2 separate regions of the Ovis aries genome follow, and region 1 is linked to region 2. The links are chromatin contacts, called in public Hi-C maps. All regions are on one chromosome and are shown on one strand. The core of a region is the stretch at or near the end of the contact, and the rest is flanking DNA. Distances in the headings are between cores, read along the strand shown.

Region 1 (7,377 bases), core at 629-3,128, 140 kb after region 2:
GTCCCCCTGGCTGTGCCCCCCAAGGCCATATTTGCCCCTCTCAGCTTCTGTGCTTGAATGAGTCTGTCCCCACGTGCCTCTACCTCTCTGATGTCATACACTATGCTCAGGATCTTCTTCCCCACCCCGGGCCTCTGCAGGGAGAGGGGGTGCCATCCCAGGATACAAAGCAGGTCCCCAGACCCTGAGGGGACAGCCCAGGGATGCTGTTTGGGGCTTCTGGGAGGGCTGAGAGGCAGTGACATCTCTAGTCTAGTCTAGTAGGAGGGTCCCAGGGTTGTCCACAGGGCAGAGATGACTTGCTGGTGGAAGGATGGGCTAGGAGGCACAAATAGGGAGCATGGAGCTGGGCTGGGTTCCCCAGGAAACCAGCACATTTATTGATGCCTGTTCGGGTCCCGCAGACTTCTTGGTTTCACTTCTTGTGAGGGAAGGAGGCCCAGCCAAGGCAGTACAGGCTGTAGAGAGTGCCTAGGGAGGGAGTGTGGGGGATACTGAATGAGGCCCCAGTTCCCTCCCTGAGCCCCATCTTGCTTCTGAGCCCATGCTGCAAGCTCGAGTCCCTTCCCAAACTGCCCTTCAGCTGGGGAAATGCTGGACCTTGATACAGACCAGGCTTCAGGCTTTCTCCCCAGATGCATCACTAGCCCAGCCATCTCCCTGGGACAGGAGCCCAAGCCCTGGGGTGCTCCCTCCGTATTTGTCAGCCTAAGCTCCCATAGGGTCCACACAAGCTCAGAATCCAATTCTCTGGCGAAACCCTAGCGCCAGAACCCGCCCCTTCCCCCGCCACCTCCTCCCGCAGTTCAGGCCGAGCCTGGCCCTGCACTCACCCCCCAGACAGAGAGTCATCGTCACTCGATACAGGATGTTGTCTGTTGCACCGCCCTTCAAGTGCACCGGGAGACCATTGTCCTCCTGGAATTTGAGGGCACACGATGAGAAAGGCGCTGTCAGCATCGCAGACCTTAAGCTCCTGCCACCCCCAACTTCTCTTCGGGACGAAGCCGGCGGCCCAGGCTCCTCCCCCGCCCCGCCCCCGCTCCGCCCACCTGGAAGAGTTTCTGTTTCTCAGCTACTCTGTTCTCCAAGCGGTTCCGGGCGGTTGAGCTAAAGGAGCGGACCAGCGCCTGGGAGACCTGTGCAGAGGGGATGGGTGGACACTGAGGGAGTCTGCAGGGGCGTCCCGGAGGAGGTCCCTTTGGGGGGAGGGTGTCAGACTTTCCGAGGCTCTGACTTGGGGACACTCCTGTCCCATGGGAGCGTCTCAAAGGCAAGATGCGAACTGACAGCGTGAGTGGGGGAGGGTGTCCTGGCAGGAAAGGCCTAGATGAACGGGACTCGTGCCTAGAGGGTCTGGCTTGAAGGTTATCGGACCGTCTAGAGGATCGGACCCAGAAGGCAGGCTCACGTTCCGCGGGTCCCAGCCCCGAGAAGGTTTTTTTTCTTTTCGGTTCCCAGGGTTAATGGGAGGAGCTCAGGTCGCGGCAAGGGCAGGGCTGGATCGGGGTGCTTAGGGAATTTCCCGGCAGCCTAAGAAGTTAGGGAGAGGGGAAGGAACGCTAAGGGAGCCCTGGATGAAGGGAAGAAGTTCCAACTCTGGGGTTTTGGTCAAGTTAACGAGTCCCCGGCTGTCTCAAAAGATTTTGGGTTGGGAGCTGGGGAGAGGGGCCCCAGGCTTAATAGGAGGGAGTCCCAAGCCCTGAACGGGGCTCACGTTCCAAGTCCCTAGATCCCGGAATTTGGGGAGAGTCTCAAATAGGGGTGAGAGTTTCTGAGAGTTTCCGAGTTGGGGGCCACAACCCGACCCTTAGGGGCCCTCACCCGCAGGGCCCTCATCCTGTGTCCTCCTCTTCGGCCGGAGTCACCTCCCCTCTCTGCCCAAGGACAGACGGCGCCCTCCCCTCGGGGGAGTCCCAGGCCACGCCCCCGCGCGCCCCAGGACACCGCGGTCCCGGAGGACGCTTTCCGATTCGTCCAATAGATGGGCGGGGAAGACGCTGCAACCCCATCCCCGCATCCCAGCGCCGAATGGTTGGAGCACCCATCTGTTACTCATCTCAGAATTCTGTTGGTCCACGCGGAGAGGAAAGCGGTCCCGGAGAATACATTTTTGGGTTGTTTCTGCGGAGGTATCCGGCTAGGGCAAGTGCTGTTCCTCCGTTGTGTTCCCCGGATCTCTCCCTATCCGGTTGATGTTGAGAGCAACTAAAGGAAGGTAAGACACCATCTTTCATTATGCCATTTTCCTCCCACGTTGTAACAGATGGCTATGGCTTTAGCTAAATGTCAATGTTCATTTTTGGGTTCAGGGACTATGTTGTATGAAAAGTACACTCAACTCACACTACATCCAGATGAGATACGAGGCCCAAGGAAGTAGATTACGCCCATATCTCATACAGGAGGGAGCATACGCTGCTTATTTATTAAGTGGAATGAAGGGCAGGATAATTTCCTTGTTTAAATAATTATTTTTCATTATCTTTGTTTATTGTGAACCCACGTAGCTGACTGCTTAAGTTAAACATGCGCACAAAATGACTGTGCTATAGCAATCGTCTCTGCTGCTTCATCTTACCCCCACCTCCACACTCTTCTTCACCCTGGAAAACAGTGTAGTTGCTCTGTCTGTTGACTTTAGACTCCACTGCATCCCCAGCACCTGACAAATGGGTGGATTTGATAAATATTCGTCAAAGGATATACGGTATAAGCCAAATGTTCTCTAACTTGGTCACTCCCACCTACTTAACCAAGTAGGGCTTCAGTGCTCCTCCTAGATTCTACTCATTTAGATATTTCCAGTCATCCAGAAAGTGGCCACACATGTGCTCATTCCCCCAGCTGTCCCCTGTTACCTGCAGCTGTGTAGGATCAGTGTTCAGGGAAGAAAACAGAAATTGCTCTTGGTTGGGATACCAGAAATGTTGGAAAGGCTGAAGGAGTGCCCTCTAAGCAGGACTGCAAACTGATGTATGGGGCCCTGTGCAAAATGAAAATGTGGGACCCCTCCTTCAAACAGCAAACGGAAAGGAAAAAAACCTCTGTTAAAAATACTAAGATATTGGGACTTGCCTGGTGGTCTAGCGGTTGGGGCTCTGCGCTTCCAAGGCAGGGGGTACGGGTTCGGTCCCTGGTCAGGGAACTAGATCCCACATATTGCAACTAAGATGTGGCACAGCCAAATAAATAGATATTAAAAAAATAAAAATACTAAGATAGAAAGCATTTTCCTTTCTTCCATGATTGTTCTTAACCTGTCATGGTGTTTTTAATGTGCTATTCATTGTCATGCTCCCTAGAGCAAGGGATACCCTGGGGTGAGTCCAAGCTCTTACAGTCACCTGGGTGACCTGCCCTGCAACTTTGTGTGTCTGTACACATGGCTGCTGGCTGCCAAGTTCTCCTTCTCTCCCCACCAACCACTGGACCAACTGGTGCCTTGGCCTGAGGTGGAGAAGTCAAACAAGGCATATTTCCTTCTCACAGGCTTGCTCCTTACAGGGGGATGCAGCCTGTCTTCCAAGAAGACACAGAACTGGGATCAATGGTGGGCAGGACACTCGCCCCTGCTGGTCACCTGCTGAATATGCCATGGACTGCCAACTGAGGAGGGAGTAGCTGCCACTCTGCCCTGCCCTCAGAGGCCATGGGATGTGTGTAGTGGACCTTGACCCTCCTGAAGCCCAGGCCCTCAGGAGGCAGAACAGGCAGCTAAGAGCCTGTCTCAGGGAGAGAGAGTGGTGGGAAGAGAGAATGCACACAGGTCAGGCTTTAAGTTCCTGATGCCTGCTCCATTGTCCCAGCAGACTTCACTTATAAAACACAAAACACAAATTCAAAGATAACATGAAGAATTACAAGGTGGCGCGCTTCCCTGGTGGTCTAGTGGTTAAGAATCTGCCTGCCAAGGCAGGCGATATCGGTTCGATCCCCGGTCAGGGAAGATTCCACATGCTGCGGAGCAACTAAGCCTGTGCACCTAGAGCCCATGCTTCACAATGAGGAGTAGCCTCCGCTTACCACAACTAGAGAAAGCCCGGGTGCCATAAAGATGACCCAGCGCAGCATATAAGTAATAAATCACAAAAATGTGTGTTGAATGAGCAGCAGTTCATAAAAAATAAAAAGGAATTACATGATGGCAACTGCAGAGGATTAAACTCCCCACTTCTGAGAGTGGGGCTCCACGTAGCTGCACTAGACACATACCTCACTTTTAGGCTAGTCTTGTAGGACTGACACTCAGGACATGTAAAAACTGACCTGAGAATGCTGTTCTCTGAAGCTGCCCCTACAGCGACAGAGTCCAGAACACATCCTGTAGCACTGACCTTGGTCAGGAAGCCCTAGTCACAAACTGCTGCTGGGACTCCCCTGGTGGGCCAGTGGCTGAGACTCCTCACTCCCAATGCAGGGGACCTGCATTCGATCCCTGGTTGGGAGCTAGATCCTACATGATACAACTAAAATTTCTGCATGCAGTAAATAAAAATTCTGCATGCTGCAACTGAAACAAGACCTGCATGCTCCAAGGAAGATCTGTATACAGCAACTAAGACCTGGTGCAGCCAAATAAATAACTAAAAATAAATATTAAACAGAAAAAAGAAGCTGCTGCTGCCATCACTCAGGTCTCCTTTAGGAATGGGTTCATCAGCTTGCAAGACTAAAGAGCTCAACTTCAGGATCAAGAGCCAGCTGGGGGATGTAAACTCTGTTGCCCTGTGTTAGGAGGAACGCTTATTGATGTAACAAAAAGGCACCACAATTCTGTGATTTGAAGAACACAGAACATATATTTACCAATCTCACCCTGTGGTTATTATTTGGATCTTGATATGGGCAAACAAACAAAAAAAACGCCAACACTTTTGAGACAATTGGAAATTTAAACAATGATTGACTTAAAAAAAAATAAATTTAAAAAATGTATTTACTTTTGGCTGTCCTGGGTCTTTGTTGCTTCGTAAGCTTTTCTCTGGTTGTAGGCTTCTTATCTCAGTGGCTTCCCTTGTTGTGGACCACAGGCTCGAGGGCACTGAGCTCCAGTAGTTGCAGCATGTGGGCTCAGTAGCTGCGGTTCCAGGCTCTAGAGCACAAGCTCAACAGTTACGGCCAACGGAGCGAGTTGCTCCTTGGCATGCAGGATCTTCCTGGACCAGGGATCGAACCGGAGTCTCCTGCATTGGTGGGCAGATTCTTTACCACTAAGCCACCAGGGAAGCCCCAGTGATTGACTTTTCCCACAACATTTTATGAAAAATTTCAAAGATACAGAAAGGGTAAAGGAATCTTCTAGTAAACACTCATATACCCACCACCTAGATTCTATAATAAACACTTTGCTACATTTGCCTTATCACATAACTAGCCATCTATACCTCTATCCATCCATAAAATTTTTTGATCTATTTTAAAATAGATTGCAGACATTAATATTTTTAATTCAAATACTTCATGTGTCATTAACTAGACTGCTTGGATATTTTATTATAGTAAATAATTTAAACATATTTCTATTGTGGTTGTGTTTTTTTTTAAGAGTGAGTCTCTACGTTTTAGAAATACATACTCAAATACTTTTTGGTGGAATAGTATGAAGTCTAGTATCTAACTGCCAAATAACAAATCACCTCAAAATGTGGAAGCATAACACAACAGTAAACATTTCACAGCCTCTGTGGGTGAGGAATCTGGGGATTTAGCTCAGCTACAGCGTCACAGCTCAGGATAGTGGTGGGCAGGAACCTACCAGCATTTGCCTGTCCTAAATGGGGAGGGAGACTGATGGCGGCCAGGCAGCCTTCGAGTCCAGAACCAAGCTTTCGTGTCACTTTGCTGCCATCTTGTGGCAGGTCTGGAAACAGCCCTCCCACCTTTACTTCCCACATTCTAATCCCTTTTGATGATGTTTTAGGACTTGCCTTTAGAAAACTTTTTACTTTTAATTCCCCAGTTGTTGAGTAGATCATGAGTTCAATATGGTTTAAAGTTCATAAGTGCGCATAGGAAGAAAAATCTTCCTTCTGATCACTCTCTGTGATCCTCTCCAAGGGAACCATTCTGTGTGTCCTTCCAAGGAAATTTTATGCATGTAAAAAACAAAACAAAAATAACCCCTCAAATACAACAACAAAAGTACAAAGATATACTCGGCCTTCCCCAGGCATAAAAGGATAATTTGTTCCTGAAATCAGCAGTTATTCAGTGATATTTATTGATCCTGATTTGAACAAGCAGTATGTATATATTTTCAACAAAGAAAAAATATAAAAATAATATGACCAAACGGAGAAATGTGAACATGGACTGAAAATTTTATTATAAGAAGGAATTAATGTTCATTTTTTAGGGGTAATATGGAGCTTGAGACTGTATACAGGCCCCTGTGTCCCTGATTTTTGACGTAAAAGGCTTTTGTTTTAGTTTCCCAGTCCTCCCCAGAGTCCCAAAAGCCTTGCTCAAGAGTTAATGATTAGAAAATGTGAAGATGTAGAAACAAGAAATAGCTGTTGGACTGGGAAGCCAGTAACAGTTTACACTATAAACCAGTCACATAGCAGAATCCCAACACCCAGTTCCCTGAAGATACGAAGGTCTGACGCGCCTTCCTGAGTTGTTCTGTAAGGAACCAGACCCCCGCCAGCCGAAAACTGCTGGCCTCAAGCACACAGACCCCAGAACAGTTGAGGCCAGAAGACAGACAATGTGTAAAACTTCACCTTGATCCCAACCAATCAACACATTTCAGTATAATAGCTCCAGTGTTTGAACAAAATATTTCATTAATTCAGCTCTTTGATGAGATTCATTTTAACAATTCTTACTGCATTTGAAAACAATGCATCTAATAAGATTCAGAAGAATCTCTTTGGGTGCCAAAGTTTTGTCATATAAAGAATTATTCCTATAATTCTTCCAATAGTTTAATAGCTCCACCATCTTTTCTGGTAATACTTATAGCTCCATTGCTTGTAATTCCTTCACAAAATTTTCAGTTTCATGTGTACTGATTAATAATACCTTTTTATAGTCCTGTTGGTATGTTCAATCCTGTGAGTATAGAGTTGAATTTAAATAAAACTAAACTGTCATAAACTTATCTTTTTGTGTGTTTTTTTTTTTCCCTTTGGCAGTACGCATAGCTGGCAGGATCTTAGTTCTTTAACCAGGGATTGAACCCAAACCCTTGGTGATAGCATGGAGTCCTAACCACTGGACTGCCAGGGAATTCCCTCATAAAATTATCTTGATATGTCACATAAATGAAAAGTATTGTGAAGTCTGCAGTATTAGTATTCTAAGGAAATAGAGTATATCAAATCTACGCCAGACTTGATGGCCTAAAAAGAATTGCTTCTTAGTATTTCA
Region 2 (7,567 bases), core at 1,099-3,598:
GTGTAGCAGAGTTGTTAAAACTAGAGGTCATGAAATCTGATCCCCGAGGTTCAAAACCTAACTTTGCCACTTACCAGGTATGTGAAGCTGGGCAGGCTATGTTACTTCTTTGGCCTCGGCTTCATAAGAGTCATATGGTACAGACCGTCTCATCAGAGTGTTGATGAGGATTTAATATCACTTAAAACATTAAATGTTTAATAAACTGTTTTAAATATTTACTATTTTCAAATAAATGGATTACATAAAATAATATAAATTAGGTGACAATATATTAAAATACCAATTGCATCGTATTATATTACACATTTTATTAACCTACTGTTATACATTATCTTATAAATAAAATATTACAGCACTTGAAAGAGTGCCTGGCACAGAGTACGTGCTCAGTAAACAGTTACTAGATTATGAAGACATAGATGAGAGATGTGACAGTTTCCAGAGGCTTTTTTTTTTTCTCTCTCTAAAGTTCCCTTCTGAGACAGTGTTTATTATGAAAAATTTCAAGCATCACAAAAGAATAGTGTTATGAAACCCCATTACAGTTACAAATATTTTGCCGTGCTTGCTTTCATCTTTTCCTCCCACTCTTTGTTTTGCTTGTGCTGTAGGATTTTAAAGCAAATCCGACCTTATTCCTCTAGCAAAGAACCTGGTATGTGTTTCTGACAGAGAGATACCAGCAGGAATCACAGCGGTTTCAGATCTCCCTATTGACTCCCAGGGCTCGCCTTGTGGCTCAGCTGGTAAAGAATCTGCCTGCAATGCTCGAGACCTGGGTTTGATCCCTGGGTTAGAAAGATCCCCTGGAGAAGGGAATGGCAATCCACTCCAGTATTCTGGCCTGGAGAATTCATGGACTTGGCTCCAAAATCACTGCAGATGGTGACTTCAGCCATGAAATTAAAAGACACTTACTCCTTGGATGAAAAGCTATGACCAACCTAGGCAGCATAGTAAGTAGGGACATTACTTTGCTGACAAAGGTCCATCTAAACAAAGCTATGGTTTTTCCAGTAGTCATGTATAGATGTGAGAGTTGGACTATAAAGAAAGTTGAGAGCCAAAGAATTGATGCTTTTGAACTGTGGTGTTGGAGAAGACTCTTGAGAGTCCCTTGGATTGCAAGGAAATCAAACCAGTCAATCCTAAAGGAAATCAGTCCTGAATATTCATTGGAAGGACTGATGCTGAAGCTGAAACTCCAATACTTTGGCCACCTGATGCGAACAACTGACTCATTAGAAAAAACCCTGATGCTGGGAAAGATTGAAGGCAGGAGGAGACGGGGAGGACAGAGGATGAGATGGTTGAATAGCATCACCTACTCGATGGACATGAGTTTGAGCAAGCTCTGGGAGTTGGTGAGGGACAGGGAAGCCTGGCGTCCATGAGGTGAGAGGAGACGACTGAGCAACTGAACTGAACTGAACTGATCGACTCCCAGACTCAGGCCCTCTCCTCAGCCCCTGACTAGCCTAGCCTCCTGCGGAAGAACCCATGACCAGATGTGCGGGGGCGTGGTCGCACGCTGGGCGGAGGGGTCCCGGGTTATCGTTGCCTGGTTCCCCACGCTCCGGGTGCCGGTAGGTGCTGGTAGGTGCTGGTAGGGTGCTGAGCGGGTCGTGGCCTTGCGGGCCTCCCAGCGCTACGAGGACGCCTCCGAATAGCCTGCGGGAACTATAACGGAATTGCAGCTGACTACCTGATACTGCCTGCAGGTCTGCGGAGTGCCAACATAGTCGAAGAGTTCCTTGTGGGCTGGACTCCGCTTCAACAGCTAGGGAGGCCCCTCCCTCTCCTACCCTCAGATCCGACTCACGTCGGCAGAGAGCGCTACCGGCCCAAACAGGCTGCGTTTGGGGGCTTATAGCCCACGGTATATTCTCAGCACCGAGAGGCTTGTTCTGCCGGCTGTGACCCAACACTTTACCGGGTATTCCTCTCCCCAGGGGTTGGGGCCTTCGATGTACACTTGCTCTGGGAGTGGGGACTCACGGAGCTTCCTATGGTTGCTTTAATAAATGAGGATAAACCCACGTGTGTGCCCGTCTTCTCTCTCCCCGTGCCCCCAGCGCTCTGGGGAACACAAGGACCCTAACCTCTAGCTCTCTCCACTCGCAGGACCCAAGAGTCAGGTCAGGATCCCCTGGTCTCTTCCGACCCCAAACCTAAGAGTCTCAGCGTCTAGCGTCCTCCTCCTCCAGGCCCTCAGGAGTACCGTCCTCTCAAGGACACTGATGTCCAGTGGGGCGGGCCAGTGAACCATTAGCTCCGCCCCTTACTCACAACATTGTGACGTAGCAGCAGCGACGACCTATGAGGCGCGACGGCGCCGCAAAGCTGGGAGCGGGAGGCGGAAGTGCCTGTGGCGGTGTTTCACCGCTTCTGCCGCCTGTTCCCGTGCGCCGCTCCGTGCCCCGCGGCCCAGCTGCTGCCATGAGCCGGCACAGCCGGTTGCAGAGGCAAGTTCTGAGCCTGTACCGCGAGCTGTTGCGCGCCGGGCGCGGGAAGCCGGGCGCCGAGGCACGGGTGCGGGCTGAATTCCGGCAGCACGCCTGCCTGCCACGCTCAGACGTACTTCGCATTGAGTACCTGTACCGCCGCGGTCGGCGCCAGCTCCAGATGCTACGCTCGGGCCACGCCACGGCCATGGGTGCCTTCGTCCGTACGCAGGACCCGACCGAGGAGTCCAACGGCGCGGGGGCCCCAGGGACCCTGTCCAATGAAGGTGACGACCGGAGGAGACCGCTAGACAGCATAAGGACACCGAAGACCCCGCTGGATGGACGGTGACCGGCTGAAGGGCTCTGCCGATGGCTCAGGGGGACTGGAGGACCGGGGGAGCCCCCCGATGGAAAGTGAGAGGTCTTGAGAAACTAGATCGACAGATTGAGGTAGTTGAAGAGCTCTCCTGGGACGTGGGGTGCGATGGCGAGAAATGCCCGGCTTTACTTGCTGTATGGTACCGGGTCAGACTTAACCAATGAGGCTTGGGGCGGGCTGTCAAACTAAAAGCTGCTTACCCTAAGGCCTGGGGAGCCAAGACGCCCCGCTGTTGGACGGAAAGAGACTTGACACGCCCTTGTCTAGAACCCTGAGAAATACCACTGGCGGCTCCTCAAAGAGACTCCTCTCTCCTGTACTTAACTCTGAGAAGAGCAGATGAGGAGGAGTTTGGGACGATGCCCTGATGGACTGGTGAGAAGCCTGGAAACCCCCTCAGAAAAATCTTTACTCCACTGAGACCAACTGGGATTGGTGAGGAAGGGGGTAAGGGGTTTCTCACCCCGCTAATCAGTTAAAGACCGCCTTAAGACCTCTGCATGATGGTTCTGAGGGTGAAACCTCCCCCTCTCCACCCCGATTCCTGCCCCTTTCCCTGCTCAGGACTGTTGGACAAAAAGGCAATAAAATGGGGGTGTGCTTACTTCCCTGTTGGTGGTGGTAAAGATTTGATGTGTTTGGGGGATTTTGGGGGTTATCAAGAAGTGACCCTCTGGCAAGGGATGGGTGTGGGGAACCCTCTAGAATGGCAGATTGGTTGGAGCAGCATAGTTCTTTCTCCTGGGCAGATCCATGGAGGGAAGCCACCCTGGTTTGACCCCCAAGGAAGCCCCTGTTGACCCCTTAATGGGGGGTAGTGAGGCGGAAGAGGAATGGTGGGGCTGAGGAGGCCTGGCTGGTAATCCCTGCAGTAGTAGTGGGACCCTCAAACCTTGCTAAGGAGTCCAGCCTCAGCTACAAGCTGGAACTGTTAGCAAGGCCTAGGGGTGGGAAAGGAGAGGTGGACCCATAGGCCACAGACATAGCTCTTCGCATGCCCCCACAGGGACGTGCCCTAGACATTCCCTGAGGTGCTGCGTTTTGTAGCCCTCAGCTGTATTTGCACCCATTAAAAGCAGTTGAGAGGAGGAGGACCTCAGGAAAGGAACTCAGAGCTCAAATCAAAGGTAGGATGCCCTGGCATGCCTGCTGCTCAGTTGGGTCTGACTCATTATAACCCCGTGGACTGTAGCCTGTGAGGCTCCTTTGTCCATAGAGTTTTTTCCAGGCAGAAATACTGGAATGGGTTGCTGTTTCCTACTCCAGGGGATCTTCTCAACCCAGGGATTGAAACCACGTCTCTTGGGTCTCCCGCATTGGCAGGCAGGTTCTTTACCCCTGCACCACCTGGGAAGCTCCAAAGGTAGGACGGACCGAAGAGAAATACAGTCTCTCCCCCAGTCCCAGTGGGGGAGGCAGATACTCAAATAGTTATAAAATGAGGTTGAAATCTGAAGCATTATGAGGTGTTTGCCAGAATGTAGGGATAAGCTAAGCAGGGGGACCGTGTGGGTAAAGGCCTGGAGAGGGCGAAGGGGAGAAATGCTGGGGCCTGGAGTGCCGCAGAGCACAGGCTGTGCAGTTCATGCAAGTGGCTTCTACTTCAGCTTTGTCTCTGCTTGGTACTCAGCCTCCATGCCCGTGTTCATCTGTCCACCTCAGTTTCTTCCACCAGGGTGTTGCTATTAATCCTGGCCTGGCTGCATTTCAGAGTAAAAACCAAAATCTTGAAAGTGGCTAGTGGAGTTAAGTCCTACCCATCCAGCCTGAATTAGAGCTCCACCTGCATCTCCCTCCTCTTCCCCTTGTATCTCTCTCCTCTTCCTCCTGCTCATTCCTGGCTCCAAGATCTTGAACCCTAATAAGGTCCAGGATGGGAGCTTCTGGCAGGGTTGCAGGCAGTGATTGAGTTCTCACTGGGGCTGGGTGTCCTGGTCAGAAGGGAGTTACAGGGTGAATGTCGGGTGATTAAGAGCTTGGACTCCGGAATTGGAATGCTTAGGTTTGAATCGCAGTTCTAACACTGATTATGTGATCAGAGGCAAGTGATTTAATCTCCTTGTGCCTCAACATCCTTATCTGCCAAATGGGCACACTAACTATGCAGCTGTTATGGTATGTTTTTGTTCAGTCGCTAAGTTGTGGCTGACTCTGCAACCCCATGGACTGCAGCACACCAGGCTTCCCAGTTCTTTACCATCTCCCTGAGTTTGAGTAAACTCGTCTGCATTGTGTTGGTGATGCCATTCAACCATCTTATCTGTCCTCCCCTTCTCCTCCTTTCAGTCTTTCCCAGCATCAGGGTCTTTTCCAGTGAATCGACTCTTTGCGTCAGGTGGCCAAAGTATTGGAGCTTTAGCATCTGTCCTTCCAGTGAATATTCAGGATTGATTTTCTTTAGGATTGACTGGTTTGATCTCCTTGCTGTCCAAGAGACTCTCAAGAGTCTTCTCCAACATCACACTTTGAAAACATCCATTCTTTGGCACTCAGCCATTTTTATAGTCCAAACTCTCACGTGACTGCTGGAAAAACTACAGCTTTGACTATATAGACCTTTGTCGGCAAAATGATGTCTCTGCTTTTGAAAACACTGTCTAGGTTGGTCATAGCATTTCTTCCAAGGAGCAAGCATCTTTTAATATCATGGTGCAGTCATCATTATGACACAGTGAATTAAATACCTGTGGCAGCAGAGGGTGATGTCCCAACCCCATATCCCTCCTGTCTACTTGAGTTCACTTGTAGCTGCAGAGGAGGGTTCCCAAGAGATTGTCAGCTTCCTGCTGCGAGCCCCTGCATCTCTGCTCTTCTGCTTGAGGGCTTTCTAGGAATTATGAGAGGTGGGTTAATGCCCTCAGGAGCAAACTACAGCCTGTGGGGGACTACAGTCACTGGATAAGTGCCCCAGTTGCCTGTTGTCCGGTGGGACTGAGCCCCAGCTACTCACGGTGGCTCCCGCACCATAAGCATCTGTTTTGCTTTTGGCCTGTTCACTGTCTCTCCTCATTCCCTAACTCCTGCCTCCTGGGATCACGTTGCAAATAAACCACCTCACTCAAGGCCTTATCTCAGAATGTACTGATGTTAAACCACCCCCCTTGGTCCTATCTGTGTCTGCTGCTGTGTTTTCACTCTTCTAAGGGACAGGGTCACTGCTTCTCAACCTGTCAGGAATCTCCTGATCTAAGAAAATTGCTATAAAGGACTTAGGGGGTTAGAATAATTTGGAATATAGATTGTGGGTTAATAATGGAATTGAGTGTTGAAATTTCCTGAATCCAGTAACTGTACTGTAGTTGTGTAAGACAGTGTCCATGACATTAAAAACTATACACTGAAGTATTCAGGAGTAAAGAGCATCATGTCTACAACTTACTCTCAGATGGTTCCAAAATATGTGCATAGATATATTACTGAGAGTGTGAATGGCAAAGCCCATGGGGTTAAATGTTAACAATTGATGAAGGTGGGTAAAGGGTATGTGAGAGTTTCTTGTTACCAGTCTTAAAGCTTTTCAGGAATTTGAAACAAAACAAAAAGTTACCAAAAAGACAATGGTCATATCAGTGTCTTACTGGTCATTTGTCTTTGGATGCCACATATACTTCACACACACGGTACATTTTTACAAGAGATTTGAGAAAAGCAAAGCCTGTATTTTCTGAGACTTGGATAGATCTCTCATGCATAACTTTCTCACAGATTTAGCAATCAATTTAAATTCCTGACCTTTAAAATAGTAACATCTGCTCTCCCTCACAGGTTCTGATCTCCACCCTGTCGGGAATGACAGATCACTAGAATATGTTCTTGTCTTGAGTCACAAGCTCTACTGTTCCAAAAGGGTGACTAGGTGCATGAGGTGGTCCAGGGGGCCCTGGGGAATTCTGGGAAACTCGTCATATTGGACGAGGAGCCACAGGTCAAACCTGCAAGTTCCCACTGATCCCGTCTCTCTCTCTCCCTAGAATGTAAGCTCCACAGGGACCTGGATTTTAGCCTGTCTTGTTCACAGTCATAATCCTGCTCTTTGACCTGGTTCATAGCAGACACTCAGTGAGTAGTAAATGAATGAATGAATGACATGGATTTGCTCCATTACTCAATCGGTTGGGACGATACTGCCAAGACTGCCCATCCATCCAGTTTGCTGGTGACCCTGGGGACACCATGCCTCCTCCTCAGCTGGGGACAGGACCTGGTCTGGCAGTTGAAAGAGAACAGACCCAGGTTTGCACAGACTTCTCCCTGAATGTGGACTTACTCTGAGGATCTGCTGCTTCCTGCCCCCTGCCCCCCACCCAGGGTCCATTCCCCCTTCTGGTAACAGCTCCCTGATATTTTTATTTTTTTGCGAACTACTCCCCCCTACCTATTTCAGTACAAGCAAGGCTGACTGCAGCCCCCAGTGAAGCACGTGACACTAGCCAGAGGAGCTGGCTTCAGGACTCAGACGGTAAAGAAACTGCCTGCAATGCAGGAGGAGACCTTGGTTTGATCCCTGGGTTAGGAAGATCCCCTGGAGAAGGGAATGGCTACCCACTCCAGTGTATTCTTGCCTGGAGAATTCCATGGACAGAGGAGCCTGGTGGGCTACAGTCCATGGGTTCACAAAGAGTCAGACACGACTAAGCGACTTTCACTTCAGTGCAACTCTCCTATTGGGCTTCCCAGGTAGTGCTACTGGTAAAGAACCTGCCTACCAATGCAGGAGACATAAGCGAGTTGGGTTTGA

The links. A called contact is a pair of places that touch in the nucleus more often than the background predicts.
Region 1: a contact with region 2 is called in a Hi-C map of muscle, with 3 times the contacts expected there. The contact joins the promoter of LOC101121285 here to the promoter of SDHAF1 in region 2. A contact is called at or near these places in 5 of 16 Hi-C or Micro-C datasets (hypothalamus, liver, muscle and 1 more).

What each region holds. Positions count from the first base shown.
Region 1 is chr14:46,112,146-46,119,522 of ARS-UI_Ramb_v3.0, forward strand. LOC101121285 (cytochrome c oxidase subunit 7A1, mitochondrial) reads right to left here and starts at 1,879. Exons shown (of 4, transcript XM_004015188.5): 1 at 1,825-1,879; 2 at 1,053-1,139; 3 at 834-918; 4 at 333-471. The coding sequence starts at 1,839. The coding sequence ends at 416. It overlaps CAPNS1 (calpain small subunit 1), which reads left to right. Exons shown (of 13, transcript XM_012190219.5): 11 at 1-7,377.
Region 2 is chr14:45,971,863-45,979,429 of ARS-UI_Ramb_v3.0, forward strand. SDHAF1 (succinate dehydrogenase complex assembly factor 1) reads left to right here and starts at 2,349. Exons shown (of 1, transcript XM_004015648.5): 1 at 2,349-3,433. The coding sequence starts at 2,443. The coding sequence ends at 2,799.